Linked DNA regions of Gossypium hirsutum: region 2 is linked to region 1. Evidence: chromatin contacts called from public Hi-C data. All regions are on one chromosome and are shown on one strand. Each heading gives the region's core, a stretch centred on a gene start, on an enhancer-like site or on the middle of the called end of the contact. The rest is flanking DNA. Distances are from core to core; before and after follow the strand shown. Region 1 holds the start of LOC107903851 (double-stranded RNA-binding protein 1). Region 2 holds the start of LOC107920746 (eukaryotic translation initiation factor NCBP).

Region 1 (6,446 bases), core at 2,930-5,429:
GCCGCAGTACGGCATGCCCGGCCCGTCTGACACGTATCCGCCGCATTATGGGACTTATGATGGTTCAAGTTTGTCGGCGGCGAACGAGCGACAGGACATTCCCTCTATGTTTTCCACGCCCCCACCTGCGGACGATGAGGATGTTGGTCGTCACCCAGGCCGTGAGCGTCGACCTCCGCGTAGGTATACCCCCCGGACAACACCATCGAACCATCAACTGTAGGGGTTTAATGCACTTTTTCTATAACTCGTATTATTTGTATTTTAGATATCTCGGATGTTCTGAATTTTATGTATAGATATCAATTATTCAATTTTTGCAGTTTATATTAAAGCTCAATCGAATTATGAATGCCTCTATTTTCGATATAATCTTAATAATTCCACAACGTTCACATGGTATCTTATAACTTAATCTGGAAACAATATGGATACAATTTAAGCGTAAGCATAAGCCGAATAAGAAAAATTATTATTAATAAAATTACCTTTTATAACAACATACATAAAAATTTTATAGCTTTAGCTTAATTTCGCCCCGATCCCGACGACTGTCCAACATGAAAGTTTCGGTTAGGGCATTTATTCCGGCTATGACCACTTAACCTACATATTCCATAGCGCTTTCCGTCAGATTTCTCCCTAATGTCCATCTCATTACGGATTCTGCTTGACTGCGGACGACCCCTTGGATTCCTCCGTAGCCCTCTGTCTGGGAGAAGCTCGAAAGTGATCGGCGGCACCTCCCACGTAGATAGGTCTGGCAGGACTGGTAACTCATTCTCCCAGACACGCAATGTGCGCTCCAGCGTGTACACATCATCGACATATTGTTCAGCATCAAGGTTGACTTTAGCACACGCTGCCACGACATGCGCACAAGGATAATGAAGTGTTTCGAACTTCCTGCACTCGCACCGTCTATTCTAGAGATCAACTTCGTAGGACCTAGGTCGACGACCGATGTTCTCAGTAACTCGAAACGTTTCCAGTTGTCGTGAATATATTTCCACGTTCATTGACCTCGCCAACCGACGGTTTACGACCATTGCATCCTTCACATGTTCAACAAACACATGTCCCGCCTGAATCTGGTCGACTTGCTGCTGACCCATTCTTGGCATCAAAGTGGCCAGCCTGTAGAAAGTAGCAGAAAATACCGATGCAATCGGAAGATGACGTGTTTTCAACAAGACTGCATTAATCCCCTCGACTAAGTTTGTGGTCATGTGGCCATAACGAAAGTCCTCGTCAGCACTTTGAGCCCACTGCCACGGCTCTATTGTGCGCAACCATTGTCGAAAAGATGTGTTTGTCTGCCCTTCCATGTCACTCTCAAGTTAGGTCATTCTTTGCCGGAAAATATGTGGCTCTAACTCGTACGCTGCATACGTATTAACGAAAAATAAGTTAAAGTAAGTCGATAACATCAAACATTACAACTTATATTAAAAATATAAGGTTATCATTTACCCATTGCCACGACTTGTCTCTTCCAGTCTGCATTCTTATAATCTTTATGGAAGTTTGACGCAATGTGACGAATGCAGTAAACGGATCTCCACGGCACACCAGAACGCCTAATAGCTGCAATTAAACCCTTCCCTCTATCGGAGATTATGCAAATGTTATCATTCCTAATAACATACCTCCGCAGATTTGTGAGGAAGAATTCCCAAGACTCCATGTTCTCTTTATCTACTATAGCAAATGCTATCGGGAGCACGTTTCTGTTACCGTCTTGAGCAACTGCAATAAGTAGTATCTGTGTATATTTTCCATACAGCCAGGTCCCATCCACCTGCACAAGTGGCTTGTAGTGGGGAAATGCCCGCACACATGGATCGAACGTCCAGAACATCCGATGGAAAATCCTTTTTGCAGGTTCTAACTGCTCATCCGGGCCGTAAGATGGACTGGTCTACAACTCAATCACAGTCCCCGGTACATACACCTACATAGCAGCTATCCAACCTTGAATCCCGTTATACGACGAATCGTAATCCCCATACAGTTGCTCCATCGCCATCTGTTTAGCTACCCATGCTTTCCGATATGAGACTCGATACTGGAATCGTGCTTGCATTTCTGCAATGAGTACCGAAACTCTAATGGTCGGTATATCCTTCACCATTGGCATGATACACGTACAAATAGTTTTCGAATCAAGTTTTCCATGATCTTCTGTCATACGTGTTGATGTGCATGTATGAGGACCAACAAATTTTCGTATCTCCCACATCTGAGAACTTCTAATGAATGCAGCTCACACCCACCAATTGCAGCATTCTGCTGCCTTCCAACACTCCCCAACATATATTGTCGGAGTAGACACGGAACTTTATAATCCACCGATATCTTCATGTTGTACTGTTTAATGGCATATACGCAATCTTCTTTACAACTGAATCTCTGGCCTATGAATAACTCATCATCATCAGATGTTACGGCCAGCCCGTGAGAATGAACTATTTCAGGGTACTCCGGAAACTCAGATACATACGCTGCGTCGTGATCTATGAGCGACATGTGTGGCCCAGGATTATTGTGTATCACAATACGCCGCATCTGCTCCCCGACCGAAGAAGCGTTAATGCCTTCATCGTTGTTGACATCTTCAGCGTCAATATCATTAGGTACATCGTCCAAATCGGGATCAGCGTCACTATTGACCTCTTCATCCCAATGATCGCCACCACCTTCTTCTTCGTCGACACCTTCTTCTTCACCACCAACCATGTCAACATCGGGTGTAATATTCAGGTCGATACCGATCCCACCCATAGTTGATTCACTATTAACGTATGATATTGGAGCCACCATCCGCGGTTCTTCAGCCCCGTCTTCTTCATCAGATGCATTTTGCTCCATACCGACTAACTCAGCAAATAAGTGAATCGGTGCATTCTTCTCACTCCCATTCCCACAGTAGAGATCGACCATTGTCTCCACGTCTTCATCGTCTACAAGTTCCATTTCGACGAATTTGACCGGGTTTGTCGAAACTGGAAACTTGTAGAAAATTTTTGATATCCTTCTCCCACGTCTATGGATTTTTGCATTAATCCTTGCCTTCATTTCATCGAACGATACATTTCTATTAAATCTCATTGCTATTTGTTGCCGACATTCAAATACACATCTAACACTTGTTGTCAATATGACTCCATCGAAATAAACACATACAAGAAACTTAGCATCCATCTTCAATATTTAATCTGTCAAAAAAAAAACAAAATCTCATAAAAAATCTCGAACGGTAACTGAATTACTTAAAAAAAATTTATACTCAAAATAATACACAAAATAATACACACTAAAATTATTAATTTTATACTACGAATAATATTAATAATTTTATACACAAAATAATACACACTAAAATTATTAATTTTACTAAAAAAACTAACTATAATAATAATACTAATTTTTTACTAACTAGTTTATTTTCGTAAATAAAAATAATAAGTAACCATAATAATAATACTAGTTTTCTGCTAACAATAATATTACTAAGTTACATCTTAATACATTAATAACATCTTCATACTAACAACAACAACAACAACAACAACAACAACAATAATAATAATAATAATAATACTTACTAATACTTTTATTTTGAGTTTTATTAATCTTAATAACTAAACTAAAACAAAAAATATTACAAAATATACAAAATAATAACAACAATATAATCAATTATTTTTAAAAAAATACCTCCTTTTTCTGCTCTTTTTCTCTTTTTTCCGCGCCAACTCTTCTTCTTTTTTTTATTTTTCTCTCTTCAGCTGGGTAGAGGTCGTATTTATAATACGAGTGGTGCCGCCAATTAGTATGACACCATTGGTGCCGCCAATTCCATTGGCGTGACCAGTAAATTGTCACATCGGTCTAATTTTTTTTTTGCAAATTTTGTTTTTTTTGGTTTTTTTTAATATATTTTGGTAAATAAAAAAAGTTTATATGTTTTGGCAAATAAAAAAATTGTAATATTTTAATAAATTTTTATTTTTTTATAATATTTTTGTAAAAAACCCGAAAAGGGACTTATTAGAGAAGAAGTTTATTTTCCCGTTAACCGACAAACCATGAAATTACTTTTCATAAATAAATTTTAAAAAATATTATCCTTAAAATAATAGCCTCTATTTATTAAAGCACAACATAAACTAAAACAACGACACTGATTGTTCGTAATCTATGTATCAAAAATTTAAATCCAGTTGGGTAATTCCCGAGAAAAAAAGGATCTATGTAAATATATACATGTATTAATAGAACTCACGGGTTGTGCATCTTTCAAGCTCAAAATCACGGAAAATTCTGGTAAAAAGAAAAGAAAAGAAAGAAAGCTCCTACTATAAGTAGAAAAAATATCATTTTTCGTTGCATCGCTTTTCCAAACTCCTATCAATACCAAAAAGAAAAACCCTCCTATAAGTACATGGTTTTTGCACGTTAAAATTTGAGAGAGAGGGACTGTGAAAGATGTACAAGTCGAGATTGCAAGAGCTTTGCCAGAAGAAAGCATGGAGGTTACCAGAGTACAACGTCACAAAACAAGGCCAAGATCACAATCCTCGATTCGAAGCTACCGTGGATGTAAACGGCATGTCGTTTCAGTCTCAGAATCCGGCCAAGTCTTCCAAGGAAGCCCAAAATGACGCCGCTTATCTCGCTTTCCTTCATTTCACTGCGCCCCCTCTTCCTGATCCTGGTACCATCTTTTAATTTAAGAATAAGCCAAACCCGTATTTCATTTTCTTCAGTTTCTGTTAACAACTGTTCATGTTAGTGTTTTCAGAAACTTTTTTATTTTTTGTTTTAGAGGGAAATGCAATTTGTAGGAAGCCAATCTGTTTTATCTATTTCCCCCCGTTTTATTGTTATTTTCAGTTGTTTTTATGTTAATTTTCTCTCTTTATTTGGGTTTCAGTTGATATTTATTTTGATATTTCATTTTCGTTTAGAGTAAGTGCAGATTACAGCTATCGATGAAATGGATTTCGCCATTTCCGTTTAATGGTGAAGTCGATTTTTGTCTTTTTTAAAGAATCATATGCTACAATTGTCCCTTTCCATGGGTTCTTAACTTAGAGGAACGGGGAAAAGGAAAGAAACTTGACATTTTGAAATTTCTGATTTCGGACAATTTGAAGTCTGAAAGAATTGGTTTATATGCTCAAATAAGCGTTATAAGGACCTCAAAAACTATGTTCATAACTGTTTATGTTCAAATGGGTGCTCTGAATGCTAGACTATCGTGCTGGTCAGCAAAAGTTCGATGGCCTTGTCATATAGCTTTCATAACAAACTATTTTGATTTTATCTTTTAGGCAAATAGTGTGGGCTTTTGATGCACCTAGAAAGTAATTGTTTTGATTTTATAAGGTCAGTGCTCTTTCATTGATTTTTCACTCTAGAATGTGCTGATAAGAATTTGATCATAAATTGTTGTTATATGCACCTTCAGCTTTTTAATTCTTTTGTATGACTTCGGGAACCAGTACATGTTTTACTTTTATAGAACTTTTGGAAGTTTTCTTTTTCTTTTAATTTTTATTTTCCGCCTTCCCTTGTCAACGGTTTAATTAAATTTATGATGCATATGTACTTTAGATTCTGTGATTCTTGCAGGTTCTTCAAATGCAATTGCAAATTTTGATAGTAATACTACTAACAGAAGCCTGCAACCAGAAAGACAAGAAGCATGTCGAGATTCTCATGTCAGTGACTGTGCTTCTATTTGCAACAATAATGAAAAATTTAAAGGTCAGAAAACTTATGTTGAATACGAACATGCCTAACGTTTTACCAACTCAAACCAAAAGAAAAATCGGATAGCTTGTTTGTTTAATTATTATGTAAAAGATGATTATTTGTTGTCCATGTTCCTATTAGTAGCCTTGTGCGTTTCTCTTACATGTCCTCAGAATTCATAACCTCTAATGGTGCTCAAAATTATGCTCTTTAAGTCCAAAACAAAATGTCAACTTGGTCTGAAATCGAAATCTTCTTTTCTCCCCAGTTTATGTAAAAATATATTCTGCAGTACATATATTGTTCTAATGGTAAACCGGGCTGAGAGACAAGCCTTGTTGCTTGCACAACAGCCAACAGAGAAAAAAAGCTAAATTCATGCCTAATATTAGGTTCGTTGTTAATCAAAACCTGACTTGGTCGGACATGGGTATGTGTCCGCAATGGGTATGTTATTTTTTCCCCCCTAATATTTCTACATATTTGGAGGATCCTTGGAACATCATATTCCAATACCCTTACCCGGATATGTGTTAGACATGAAGAGTTGGAGCAACATAGATTACAATTGAGCTTTAGCTCATATATTTGCAGGGTGCTGGTAGCTATCTTCATTCATTTTCTCTTCTAGTGAATTTGCTTATCAATTTGCTTATTTTGCCTTGATATTTGCTTCATGTTTA
Region 2 (6,446 bases), core at 2,421-4,920, 220 kb after region 1:
TAATTTAAAGACCAAAATATTATATTTCAATGACATAAATAACAAAAATATTTTTTTTTAAATATAGACAATCTAATAGTTGAACCACTATTTAGTTTACCCAAAAATAAATTGTCAACTTGCGTATCTCTTATTTGTCTTATATTTTCTTAATACATTACGAAAAATTGAATCTATAAAAATTAATCTTATTTTAACCTTGCTCGTGCTCCTAAATTTTTGCTCTAACCTTAGTAGCATGATAGTGGCCAAACTACAAATAGAATTTGAACGAAAGGCTTCTACAAACATTTTAGCGAAACCAACTTCATATTAATAATATATGGATACCAATGGATGGAGGAGCATAACATTTCCATAAAACCAACATTGGTGACACCTACCTGTCTCATAGTCCAACATAACGATTATAATCAACTATGGTTTTCCATGTCATAACATCCAAAGATGCAGAGACGTTAAACAGTCTTTTTAAGTGTTCTCGTTTTCTCAACTTCTAACCTCTCAACCACGTGTTTCGATATGATGAGTTGTCACGCAAAGAAGCATCGTGGGGCTTGTACTCCATCACATAGCTGTGGGGAAGCTTTAAGTGCCGTTTGATTGAATCTCTTAGAGCCATAACAGCCTGATGATCCGACGCATTACGATTCCATACGCTCAATATATCCTCATTGAAGCGAATGCTCAGCACTACACCACAAACATTATCTCCGTAATCAAGTTGATCACCAACCAAGGCAAGAACCTGCAATGTACAACATCAAATGCCCATCACTCAGACACCCAATCACACACTAATACAACATTTCACACACCTCCAAACGGAACAGTTGCATTTACCAAGATGTCTTACAATCTATTTATTTGTTTATTTTATAGCTTAAAATCAGGAAGCATCTTTAAAAGAGGCAGCGAGGTTAACATTTGCACCAATAAAGCCTAAATGTCAACTAGAAAAGAAACAAGATGGTAAAAAATGCGCTTCTAAGGAAATTTGAACCAGATTTCAGGAATCTCTTAGGGAAAATTCTAAAAGAAACTCCTTGTTTCGAGCTTTCCATCAGCTTCAATGTTTCACAAAAAATTAGAAAATTACAATAGTTTGTGTAATCAGACAAAGTTTTGTGTAATTTGTATTATATAATATTTGTAATAATTTGTGTAATTAGGTAATATTTGGTGTAATTAAAGCCGATTGAAAGCTCACCCTAGAACTTCTCATCTTTTCAGAAAAAAATGAAACTATTATTCTTCATATCAATGATCAGTGGGTTACAAAAATGCCCAATTTCTTCCCCCTTCAAACAAAAAGATACACTATCAACACATACATTTGGAATTGATATTTTCAAGCGTTAAATAGGCACCCATGTAATCAATTGAGGCACACACCTGGCTAAGAGCCGAATAACAACCTTTATAATCAACTAAACTATTTTCAGATTCCTATCTCACAGCTTAATCAAAAGACAGGGAGTTTACTGTTAATGGAACTCCAAAGTATTTGCACAGAACAGAGAATAACATTCTGCACCTCCATCTTCAACCATAATATCACTATACTTCCCATGAAATAGTCTAAAGAAGTTAAAGAAACCGTAAAAGCTCTCATTTAGTTATAGAACAGGTAGACATCAAGTATGTGCTTCAATTAAGGTGGAATTCCCATGATCAAGACTAGAATTTAAAAAGCTCTGGTTTGATTGCAGAAAGCTGATTTAAAAGAGACTTTTAAACTTGTTCATAGAACAAAACCTAATTAGAATATCAGAAAATAGATTATTACAAGTGGTATTCTTTCTTACCAGATCTTCCCAAAAGCGACCTGAAACAACCTTTTTGAACCGAATTATCCACTTGCCACCATTGCAGTTTGCAGAGTCCTGAGATAATAACAATTTTATGAAACCACAAAGGACTCATGTTAAATAAAATGTTCAAGATTTGATAGCAGTTATATAATATTATATATATATAAAGTGGCACTGGCAGTTTGAAGGTGAGGCCTTCGATAATTACCTCCCATAGTGGACGGATTCCCTCCTTGAATAAATGCAAATCTGTTGGGCTTGGCAAAGTAGAAGGACGGGCCAAGTGGCAATAACAGACCCAAAAACCTTCAACCTAAAAAGAAATATTTATACCAAGGTGAGAATATTTACAATCAAACACAGTTAGCTTTTTAAAAAGAACTTACAGTACTGAAATCCACAATTTTCTTTATATTGTCCTCATAGGCTGTTTGGGTTCGAACTCCAGGTGTCCGACGAGTGTACCAGAAGACAAACTTGTGCTGTAAAAAATGTGAGAACCAAATAAGGGGACTAATAAGCAACCAATTTGGCACTTGAATAGTTATATATATGTCAGACCAAGAAAATGAAGAGCCAAGAACATCATAAAAATTGAAGCCTAAGTTAGTTGGATACAGCTCATTTAGATCATGAAACATGAACTACAACATAAAAGGTAGCACAGTGCGGAGATCATACTTTCCCTTAACTTGAAGTGAATTCATTTTACCTTAGTTAATTAGGACTAATTATAGAATGTGTAGAAACTGAGTTGGATACAATACTTTGCTAAGGTAGTACCATGGTGGGCTATCTACACCATGAAAAGAGATTCATTTCAAGGTTTATTTTCATTTGTTACCATGGTGTTCTTTCACATTTTGATCAGAATTTGGATTGTCTAGTTCAATAAGATATCCATAGGTGTTCAAGTGAATTCAGGTAAACTAATGCATCGCCACGATAGTATTGGAGAACTCATTTGTCTCTTCTAAGTCGAAGCATGCACTTCTGCAACCACATTATGAACTTAAAAGTTAAGTGCTGCAAAAGCTCCGGGATGCTTTAATATATATATATAATAATCAACTAATCACTTCCTAGACTACCTCTCCAAACTAATCAGGAAAAACAAACAAAAGAGAAAACAGTGTTTCTATTACATAAATTCTTTCACTGAATCGTCAAGTGTCTCAATTGAGTAAATCATTCCAAATGTTAATAACTTCAAAAAGGAATCAATATTTCAATATGAATACGTGAAAATTGAAATGAGAAACAATTATTCAGCAAAATGAAATAAATTTCCGAAAACAAAATTTCTTGTTTTAAAAAGACCAGTGAAATATTATATCTTTAAAATGTTAAAAAAAAAGTTATCTGAATCGAAATAAAATGCCATAGTCCGTCATTAAACCTAAAAATTTCAAAAGCGATATTTTGAAATTGTAAACAGATCTATCCACAAGCAAAACATTACACATATATTCACATAAATTAATTTTTTTCAAAAAGAAAAGAAAAATCATGAGAAATAAAAATACCTTGAGAGGATGCAAACCGGCTTTGAGGTCACGGGCTCGGCGTTCTTCAGCTTCTTTACTCGTATTATTGCCATCAGAATCTGTCAAATCGTTGTTGATATTATCATTGTTGTTCAAATCTTTGCTGCTGTTATTGCTCTCTCCTTCCCTTTTCTCCGTAATTTCCATTTTCGATTCTTTTTCCCCTCTCTCTGCAGAAGCCCTAACGTTTTTTTTTTCCCATGTTCGTTCTTTTTAATGGGGAATGGGAAAGGAAAGGAGATGAAACGGTGCGTTGCGCATTGATGTTTTTGTCTGCGTCCTGTTTGGTACGTAGGTTGGTTGGCCTTGTTATTTGGTTTCTTCTTCCTTTTAGGTACAAATAAAGTATTCTAAAACATAATTTATCCAATGCCAACCACTTGGTTTTTACTTAGGTTATAAAAAAAATTACAAAAATAAAATAGGTTGTAGATTATTTACGGGCTAATTTTTAGATATATGCTTTAGTTTTTTTAATTTATTGTTCTACGTTATTTTTGGAGAGAGAAAAGAAAATGCGTCCTACAAGATGTGTTTTTACTGATGTGGGAAAGAGAATAAAAACGTACCCTATAGGACACATTTTCACTTTGGTAAATTTTTTTTCTTACGGTTGGAAATTATAAATTTGTAGATTTATTTTTGCCCATGTTTGAGATAGAAATTGTTATAATTTTAAGGAATATTTTCATTTATAGTGGTGTCATGGAGCTGAGTGATCCACAAATTTCATCTACCATGTGAGTAAGAGCCATCACTCAAGAAGTCAGATCGTGTTGCAACTCAAAGTCCCAGTTGACGGTGATTATATGGTCTCGAATTGAATTGTAACTATGGCTTCAAGTTTACAAAAGTTATGTTGTCAAGGGATGAAGCATAAATGAAACCCCGATTAGTAGTGGTTATGTAGACAGGGGTAAAACCAAAAAAAAATTTTAGGGTGCCAAAATTAAATTATAATTTTTCCGATAGCAAAAATGCAATTTCATTATTTTAATAACCTATATCTTTATAATTTTTAAAGGATTAAATCAAATTTTTATATTTTTAAGGGGCAAAGTGCAATTTTACATTTACTAATTTAAAATTTTAAAAATATTAAAGGGCCTAAATGGGAAATTTTCCATTTTAGGAGGGTTGGGGCCCTTGCTAGCCCCTTAGTTTTGCCCCTGTATGCAAGCACGACAACGATTTTTTCCTCGTTAGAAGAGGATGTTTTATAAAACCTAAACAGAAGTACGAGGAAGAAAAACACAATAGCGTTTTAGTATAATAAGATAATGCATCTTATCCATCACCACCGAAAGCGGTGACCCCATTATTATAACCTGTGACAGAATTGGGGTGCAATAGGTTATACTAACAAGGTTACTGCTTTCGGACAGACAACATGAATTATTTAATTATATTGGAAGACCCCTTGCGTGTTCCTTCCTTACACTTCCGTATGAGTTTTATAAAACATGCTCCTATGACGAGGAGAAACTTGTTGTCCTGCCTACATAACCACCATCAACTAGGGCCCCAGTTATGTTCTATCCTTTGACAGCATAATCTTTGTAAACTTGAAATCTTATTTACACTTCAACCCCAGACGATATAATCACTGCCAACTTGGACCTTGAGTTGCAAAGTGATCCCAACTTCTCAAGTCATGGCTATATACTCACATGGAAAGTAAAATTTATAAGTTATCGAGCTCCACGACATCATCGTGAATCCAAACACAACTTAAAACTATAATTATGTCTCCCCTAAAATAAAAGAGAAATAAATCTTTAAACTAGGAAATTTCAACACGCAAGAAAAAGAAAAAAAATAATTTAAACGAAACTATAATTTCGTTCATACGTTGTTGTCTAAGAAAAGGTAATTTGTTAAATTACATGTAGGTTTAGGGATTTGGGTAATGATCACTATATTTTATTATTATTTTTTTGGTTTTAAACATGTGGAATAGGCTATTTGGTTCAAGATGAGTAGGGGAGTCAGAGTTCTTATCTATTACAACGATCAAATTTTTAAGATCGAATTAGGCCCTTTTTTTCTATCAGCCCAATATGAAGATCTGACATTCAACCAGAGCATAATGTTAAAAGAGCTTCGAACAAGGATTAGGCACAAAGTGGGAATCCGGAGAAGAATTTCGAACTTGAAATGTAGATATCATTCGTCATTAAACCCCGTTAAATATCATTCGAACCACATTGCTTTAGTGGGAATGTTGTACTAGAGTTATATGTTTGTTAACTTCGTCGAAAAGGATGAAGGTGGCCCGAGCTCGACCACACTGTGTCCTAAAAATTCCACGCTAGATCAAGAAGCTAAAAGTTCGACCACAAGGTTGTGCGATGGATTCACATTATTGTTGCAAAGCTCAAACCAAGACACCCCAAAATCATCATTAATAGTGAGGCATTCATCGATTTCGCCCTTCGATTTCAACTTTGGGGGATAGTTAGGCATATTTGGTCACCAGGCCTATGACACACCTACACGAGATTCTATCAGTGCCTTTGATTTCAACTTCAGCACGCTTATGTTCAACCCCGATAACACTTACACGGGTATCCCATCAAGTTACCAGGGTGGGCCAAACAAAAGTGATTTTGGGATTAACATTGGATTTACAATAACAAATGATTTACTCCTAACAACCTCGACTAGAGAAGGACATTCAACCTTGGACTTGCAACTAGGGTTGAAAACAAAGAGGACGAAAAGGGGTATAAAACAAATAATGACCTAATAGAGGAGGCCAAACCTGGTGGTACGAAAATTGAAGTAATTTCAAAACTGGATCCCATCCATACTGAACCAGAATATGATGAATTTGGTGGTCAAGCTTCGGACGTTGCTCGATGGGATGACCTAGGTTTCACGGCATACGGAGCTCCTCCCCATATGCGTAATCTCGATGTTGCTGGTGAAGGTGGTTTAAAATCTCAAGACTTTCCTTATAGAATACTAAAGCATGCGACTTCATCAATAAATTTTGGCCATTTAGAGGTTGGGATAGAGTTTGAATCCAAATATGCTTTTGTAGCTACAGTCAATCGGTATAGCATACAACTTAGCGTCAACT

What was found. Hi-C and Micro-C count contacts between places; a contact is called where the count stands out from the background.
Region 2: a Hi-C map of petal shows a contact between it and region 1, with 2.9 times the contacts expected there. The contact joins the promoter of LOC107920746 here to the promoter of LOC107903851 in region 1. A contact is called at or near these places in 2 of 34 Hi-C or Micro-C datasets (leaf and petal).

The regions. Positions count from the first base shown.
Region 1 is chrD13:33,586,820-33,593,265 of Gossypium_hirsutum_v2.1, forward strand. It overlaps LOC107903851 (double-stranded RNA-binding protein 1), which reads left to right and starts at 4,180. Exons shown (of 6, transcript XM_016830023.2): 1 at 4,180-4,720; 2 at 5,641-5,775. The coding sequence starts at 4,492.
Region 2 is chrD13:33,804,255-33,810,700 of Gossypium_hirsutum_v2.1, forward strand. LOC107920746 (eukaryotic translation initiation factor NCBP) reads right to left here and starts at 3,671. Exons shown (of 5, transcript XM_016850591.2): 1 at 3,341-3,671; 2 at 2,201-2,296; 3 at 2,023-2,127; 4 at 1,809-1,886; 5 at 291-748. The coding sequence starts at 3,508. The coding sequence ends at 497. It also overlaps the pseudogene LOC121224955.